2 separate regions of the Sus scrofa genome follow, and region 2 is linked to region 1. Evidence: chromatin contacts called from public HiChIP or PLAC-seq data. All regions are on one chromosome and are shown on one strand. Each heading gives the region's core, a stretch centred on a gene start, on an enhancer-like site or on the middle of the called end of the contact. The rest is flanking DNA. Distances are from core to core; before and after follow the strand shown.

Region 1 (3,721 bases), core at 608-3,107:
GCTGACTGTGAAAAACACAATAATAAAGACACACAATACAATAGGAGGATGACGTCTAATAGCTGGAAGGTTTTGGAAGGATTCCTCGGAGATGGAATCTGAGTCAGACGTCATGGGTAGTGAGTATTCTACAGAAAAAGTGGGATAGCAGAGGGAATAGTGAGCAAAGGCACCGAAAAGGATTTACCATGAGAACCTGTGAGTTTTCCCACAGGATTTCAGAGCAGGGCAGGGGTAGAAGGGATATAATGTGTTCAAGGGGTTTGTAGATGTCCTCAAATGCCAACTCTAGTAGCAATGCAGAGAAAAGTTAGGGAGGCAGGGAAATAATTTAGGAGGCCATCGTGATAGTTCAGGAAAGAGGTAATGGAGGCTTAAACTAAGCAGTAGAAAGAAAGAAAGTGATAGCAGAAGTAGAATCTATCTAACTGGCAAGTGACTGGGCACAGACCGTGGAGGAGCAGGATGCGTTGAAGATGATACTGACATTAATTTGAATCAGTGAACACATGACTTTTGAGCTTACTCTTGGGAATTTCTATTAGGGAGGAGGAAAAGTGGGTCTAGAAATCAGGATGTATATCAACCACAGGGATATGATGCTTGAATCCATATAAGTGGAAGAAATCACCACGGAATAGAGTACAAAGAAAAAAACGCACACACATAAACACTTTAAAATGCAGGAAGCACCTGCATTTTAAGGCAAAGAGGGGGCATGAAGGCGGAGGATTCATTGATCTCACCTGAATGGTCCGTCTGAGAGGAAAGCAGATGATGCAAGGTGATAGAAATCAAGGAAGAAACTTTCCAGAAAGGCAGCTCAGCTGCTGAGGGCACGAGGAGAAAGCAATTTCCTGTGGTCATAGAGGTCAAATCCAAGCTCCTAAACTCCACACCTACCCACTCAATTACCACGTGTGAAAAACGATGTGTATTTTCAAGAGGAACCTAATTCTCATTTTACCAATGTGAATCGGTGGGAATGGGTGATCAAAATAAATTGCAATTTCCAATCTTTATTAAACGTTCTTTGCAGCTCACACTATTTTCCTTACATTGAGCTTTTAAGATAACTATTATTAAGCAAGTGCGAGGCCTCCCCTGCCCTCCTTCATTTCACCCTTGTGGTTACATGCGAGGACTTCTGAGTCACAGAAGCTGGTTGGAATCTAACCCAGCAGATGAGGCTTGTAACCTAAGTTCTCCGACCTCAGCTTCCTCGTTTGCAAAATGGGACCGGGGTACTTACCAATTAAAGTTGCCAAGAGTACATGAGCGATTACAAGGAAAACTCTCAGCACACTGCCGTCAAAGGCTCGATTCATTTTTGCCTTTAACGTTTTGCAATCTCGGTGAGGGCAGAGGACAACTCCAAAAGCGTATGCATTTAGGGACTACTATTCCTTATGGCGTGCAGCACGGACCTGAGGCCATGTGAGCCTCATCTAGCCGGCACTCACGGAAATGTATTTGCAGGAAAAAGGCTAAAGAGCTGACAGGTTCCTGGGAACTATGCAACCCACAAAGGGAGGGCTGGTGCAAGACGCCAGGGAAAGCCAGATCGCAGGAACCGCCCGTGCCCCTCGGAGAACCACATGTCCCAGGGTGCAGCGCGCCCACCCCGGAATTTTAGCCCGGCGGATCCAACTGCGAGAGCTCCGAGGAGGGAGCAGTGCACGCTGGGACCGGTAGTTTTCAGGTCTCAAGTTCACGGGTCGGAGGACGGCCGAGGCTAGAGGTCCCTCCCCAGTCCCGCCTTTTGTCCACGTCTCACTTCTGCTGGCCAATACCCTCTCCTGTCCCCGGAGCCAGCCCCTCTCTGATCCGGTCCCCATTGGTCCTGAGGCTCAGCGTCTGGGGCCCTACCCGGAAGTCGCGTCGGGGGAGGTGGTTTCCTAGACTACGACACCGGAAAGCTGGGGGAGGCGCTCTGGGCCGCTGAGGGCGGAGGGCGGTGGCAGCGCTGGCGCTGGGGACCGGCTCGGTGGCTTCGGGAAACCGTTCGGCGACGGCGACCGCTCGCGTTCCTCCGCATCCCGCCCTCCGCACGGCTCGCAGCCCCTTTGCCACCGGCGTCCAGCAATGTGTCCCACCGGCCGGGCGTAGCAGCTGCGCGTGCGCGGAACCGCGGGGCCATGAGCGGAGCCGGCGGCGGCAGGGGCTGTGGGTCTCGGGTCCCCCAGCGAGCGCCATGGAACCTGGTGGCGGCGACGGCCGCGCTCTGTCTGGTGTCAGCCACATCCGTGTGGACGGCGGGGGCCGCGCCCATGAGCAGGGAGGAGAAACAGAGGCTTGGGTAAGGGCGCTTGGCAGCCTGGGGTGGGTTTCCTCGTGAGGCTGACCACAGGTTAGGTGCCTGTCATTGCGACCTGGGCGCGCAGTGGCCTCTCCTGTCGCGATGGGGACGGCTGTTGCCTCGAGAGGACCCTGGCGGGGTGGACAGGGTGCAGGAAGGACGGGGCCACCGCCCGCGATGCGATCTCGAGGGGACTCTCGGGGTGTCTCTGGGGCCGTCGGTGACATGTGCAAGCTCCTTGAGGCCAGCCGCGGTGTGTCAAGGCGGCTGCCATGTCAGTGGCAGGTGAAGGGGGCTGCAGCGTGTCCCTGCGCGTGAGAATTCTGCGGGTTGTCTTTCATCAGGGACGTGGTGAGATTTCTCGCATAAGTGAGCTCCCAGCTGGGAAAATGTTGCTGATCCCACAGTAGTTAAGGAAATCATGTTTACACCTGCTGTGGAAAAGGGGGTATTCATTGGAACCTGAACTTTAAACACTTTACCATTTCCTTGTGGTGTTTTCTTGTTTTGCACTTTCCTAATAGGATAGTATTTGATGGCAATATTTAAAAGACCTAATTAACTATGCTTTTTTATTCAAAGTAGTTTTAATAGGTTTTTTTGTTTGTTTTTTTAGGGCCGCACCCGCCGGCATATGGAGGTTCCCAGGCTAGGGGTCGAATTGGAGCTGTAGCTGCAGGCCTCTGCCACAGCCACAGCAATGCGCCAGATCCGAGCCACATCTAGGACCTACACCACAGCTCACCAGCAATGTGGATCCTTAACCCACTGAGCAAGGCCAGGGATCAAACCTGTGTCCTCATGGATACTACTCAGATTCGTTTCCACTGAGCCACATCAGGATCTCCATATTAGTCTTGAAAGCCGTAAATCTTCAGTTATCTGTACAGCATTGAACCCAGAGTCACTATCCCTAATGTACAATAGGTCCCACAAACAAATAAGGAATAAGCCAAGAACCAGTAGAAAATGGGCAAAGGGTGTTTAGAATTAATTCACACAAGAGGAGATACAGATGGTCAGTAAACATGAAGTTACTCAGTCTTATAATCTGAGAGATTAAAAAAAATGAAATAGCTGGGGTTTTTTTTTTTGTTTTGTTTTTTGCCATCAAGTTAATCAACAAAACGCAATACATGGATAGAGTACTGGATAGGTGGGATGTGGGAAGAAGCCTGATGGGAGTGTAAATTGCCGTAACTTATTGACAGTGTCTACTAAAATTTAAACAGTATGTACTCTTGGTTCATTAATCCCATCTCAGGGAATCTGTCCTACAGAAAACACTGTTAGAGATAGGTGTGCAAGAGTGTGCATTTTGAACTAATGGAACTGGTTCCTTGGAACATCCGTGTTATGGAATAATATTCAGACATTAAGGAGGAGGTAGGACTTTAGAAGGCTACGGGATATATTCCCAAG
Region 2 (3,507 bases), core at 594-3,093, 360 kb before region 1:
AGAAAGCCGTTTCTGAATTCCTGGTCCATAGAAACTGTAGGACAATAAATGTTTTCCTTGTTTTAAGCCACTAAGTTTTGAGATAACTTAGGCAGCAATAGATGAATAATACACTCACTTAATATAATGCTTCAAACTTTCAAGTCCCCTTCTATAAGATGTCTTAAGAGCAGGGACCATGCTTAGAAATTCTTATTAAAGTGACCACAGAATGCACAGGCTAAAATCCAACTCTTTTCATCTTTTGATTTCCAGCTGGTATTAAATGATGAGACTGACATACTGGATCAAGCTTTCAATTATCCATCTAGTTTTTTTAGAAATAAACAAATCCAACAATTCTAGAATGATGCATAAATAAAGTTAACCACTACTCACATCTGTGTTATAATGTGTTATTATCTCATTTTCAATTAAGTGTGAAGAGCAGTGAGGCAGTATACATTCAGGAATACGAGCTCAAAGTTGGGTATGCGGTCACTAAGAGGGCTTTAGAACTAGAATTCACAAAACCTTTGAGGGGATAAACTACGTTTCCACTAATCTGATTGTGGGGTGGGGGGGAAAGACCCCTCCACATAACTTCCAAATTTTGCGGGGGGGGGGGCGCTGGGGGACAAATTCCTGTTTGCCAAATAATCACAATTCCTCTCCCCTGGGTACTGAAACAAGTAGGAAATAAACAGACCCATGAAATTGGCATTAAGTATCTGTTTTATTAACGAGGAACCGAACAGGAAGTGCGAGTCTTGCACCGAAATTAAAAGCAGCTTCGCTTTCCTTCCTTGCTGCCACTAACATTCGGAAAATCCCTGGCAGAGCAGCCAGAAAATCCAGATTTTCCCCGTCTACCCCTGTCTTGAAGGAGCGCGGCTTAAGCTCCCACAGGCTCCGAGAGTAAAGGGAAGAGAAGTGTGGGAACCAGAGAACGCTAGAGCATTTGCCTTGTGGAATCTGAATCGCGTTAGTCAAGCGCCCCGAGCTCCACACACTGACGAGCTCTGGGCATTAAAAGCCTAAACTAAGGTAGGGCACCCACCCAAAAACGCAATACCCGATTCACAGGAATTTTACAACCATAGCGCAGCGCTGATACTGGGACTAGCTAAGTTAAAACAAAAATAAAGATAAAAGGAAAAGAGTCTGCGGGTCAGATGAGGGTGCGAAACGAAGGGCAGACCCTCCAACTTCAAGTCAACCAGAGTGAAAGGTGAGCTTCGTCGGCGGCTCGTAAACCTCCTAAACCCACAGGCTCGGGAACGAACTGACCAAAGCCTACTCCTCAGCAAGGGGGAGCCCCCCAAAGGCAGGGCCGGGCCAGAACCACACCCTTCGGAAAGCAGGCTCAACCCCGGTCCGCCCACAGTGGCCCCGCCCAGACTCGAGGGGCCCCGGAATCCCTCCGTCCCGTCGGCCGCCCACTAGGGCACCTGAGGCAGGCGGGGAGTCCGCCCAGCGAAACGTCAACGAGCCCCCCAGCTCCCTACCTTAACTTACCGGCGCTGGCGGCGGCGGCGGTGGCCACTTGGGACGCCCAGGCCAGGGGAAGGGACCCCGAGGGGAAGGGACCCCGAGCCCGATGCCCGGTGGGAAATGTAGTTCTGCGCTCGTACGCAGGCTACCGCTCGAACTCTCCGGGCGTTTGTTTAGCTTTGCACGTACGTCCTCGCCGGACTGGGAACGCGGCTCCGCCCCACCTCGGAGGCGCAGTGCACCCTGGGTAGTGCAGTCCTGGTTGGGTTCGGGGGTGGGCGGCTGGAAAGGAGACGCAGCGTGGAAACAACACTTTCTTACCTCATTGGACGCCGTCCCCAGCACGCTCCTGCGCAGTGTGCGCTGACGTCGTTACGCCTCGGGGAAAAGGAAGCGGACGGGACCGTGAATCGCCGGCTCTGGCTTTTTATTTTTCTGCTGACAGGATTGGGTCACTGGTTCTTCGTCTTTTGTCTGTTGCCCGCATCCTGCCCTCCCCTTTTGCTGCCCCACTCCTCGGATCCGTCCTCTGGGCGTTCACGCCAGTTCTCTCACCCCGCCGTGAGCCCCTCCTGGTCCCGGGGCGGGCCTGGCACGGAGGCGGTAACTACGGAGAATATGGCGGAGGAGGAGCTGCTGCCCCAGGAGAAGGAGGAGGTGGAGGGGGCCCAGGGCCAGGTCCCGACCCCGGCCCTGGATTCGGCTCCGGCCTCGGCCCCGGCACCGGACTCGGCTCCAGCGCCGGCCTCGGCTCCCGTCCCAGCCCCTGCCCTGGCCCAGGCTCCGGCCCTGTCCCCGTCCCTAGCCTCTGCCCCTGACGAGGCTGAAAGCAGTAAGTGCCGGAGGCCCAGCTCTTTCTGCTGCAGCAGAAGTGCGCCTTGCTGGGGAGTACGGGAGGCCCTTCTTCACTGGGGTGGCTTTGATGAGAAAAGGCGAATTTAGAGAAATGGGGGAAGGAAGGAGGGACCCTGTAGCGGGTAAAACGGGCACTGGATGGGGGAAGGCATCGCCGCAAACCTCGGGGACCTCACAGTGAAGCATATGCGGAGGCCAAGGGTGCTACGGACAGAAGGAAGTAATGAGATTGGGGGCTTCTTGATTAAAGGGGACCTATTTCTGGTACAAAAATAAGAAACTACACCTAATTGGGTAGTTTCCCTCGCAGCCCCGTTCACTAAGTCCTTCAAAATATGAAATAGTCACCGAGGCAACCTGTTCACTGTAGCAGACTCTGACTGCCAACATATATAAACCGGTGCTGATTAGCTTTTATGCCTCAACATAGACAAGAGATGGGTTTTTCTCATTATTTCATTCTTTGTAGCTGTTTGCTTCCAAAAAGAATTTGAGGCTGATGAGTGATTTAAGAAAGAATCGACTAAATTACAAATGTCTTCCCTCAGTCGTAAATACCTATTGAGTTCGTTTTTTCCTCGCAAGTCCGCTGTTGAAAATTAACAGCCTATATTATTGTGCTTCTGAATGTGCGTGCATGTTTTCTAAGTGGTGCTTTATTGGACCGTAAAGGAATTTAAAAGATTGATGAGTAACTCACTGTTAAGAATCTTCTGAACATTTTTAATGTAAAATCTAAGCAAGTTTTCTTTTAAAATTTTTGTCCTGAAATTGACCCTTATGCTCTTTCTGAATTATAACGAAATATCTTAGGCATTTCTTGTCTCTCCTACTTCAAGGCCAGTTGTGAGATTAACGTTTATAAAACATTTGGATGGTTATGGTCTAGTGGAATTGTTTTGCAATTTTAAAACAACATATAAGTTGTTACAGTAGATTTAGAAGTAGGGCAGATCATAGAAACGACGCAATCAGTAGCCTCAGGGAGGCTTCTCCTCATCACAGAGAGGGTGGTAATAGGTACAAAGTAAGGCCAGTTTTTTCATCCACAACTACATGGGGGGCAAGGAGGTACACTCCCCTGAGTAAAGTATCCTCCCTAACTCACCTCTAGATCAAATATTTATGTAAATCAGAAATGGTTTAGCATCTTTAGGGAATGCATGCTTTCTCCACCTC

The links. HiChIP or PLAC-seq counts read pairs in DNA pulled down with a chosen protein or histone mark.
Region 2: a contact with region 1 is called in an H3K27ac HiChIP or PLAC-seq map of alveolar macrophages. The contact joins the promoter of TRMT1L here to the promoter of EDEM3 in region 1. A contact is called at or near these places in 1 of 5 promoter capture datasets (liver) and 1 of 2 datasets of contacts at active chromatin or transcription factors (alveolar macrophages).

Annotation. Positions count from the first base shown.
Region 1 is chr9:125,981,209-125,984,929 of Sscrofa11.1, reverse strand. It overlaps EDEM3 (ER degradation-enhancing alpha-mannosidase-like protein 3), which reads left to right and starts at 1,857. Exons shown (of 20, transcript XM_021102628.1): 1 at 1,857-2,299. The coding sequence starts at 2,139. It overlaps LOC110262256 (a long non-coding RNA gene), which reads right to left and starts at 1,816. Exons shown (of 3, transcript XR_002347094.1): 1 at 1,253-1,816; 2 at 747-830.
Region 2 is chr9:126,345,612-126,349,118 of Sscrofa11.1, reverse strand. TRMT1L (TRMT1-like protein) reads left to right here and starts at 1,843. Exons shown (of 16, transcript XM_021102636.1): 1 at 1,843-2,305. The coding sequence starts at 2,092. SWT1 (transcriptional protein SWT1) reads right to left here and starts at 1,926. Exons shown (of 19, transcript XM_013979933.2): 1 at 1,795-1,926.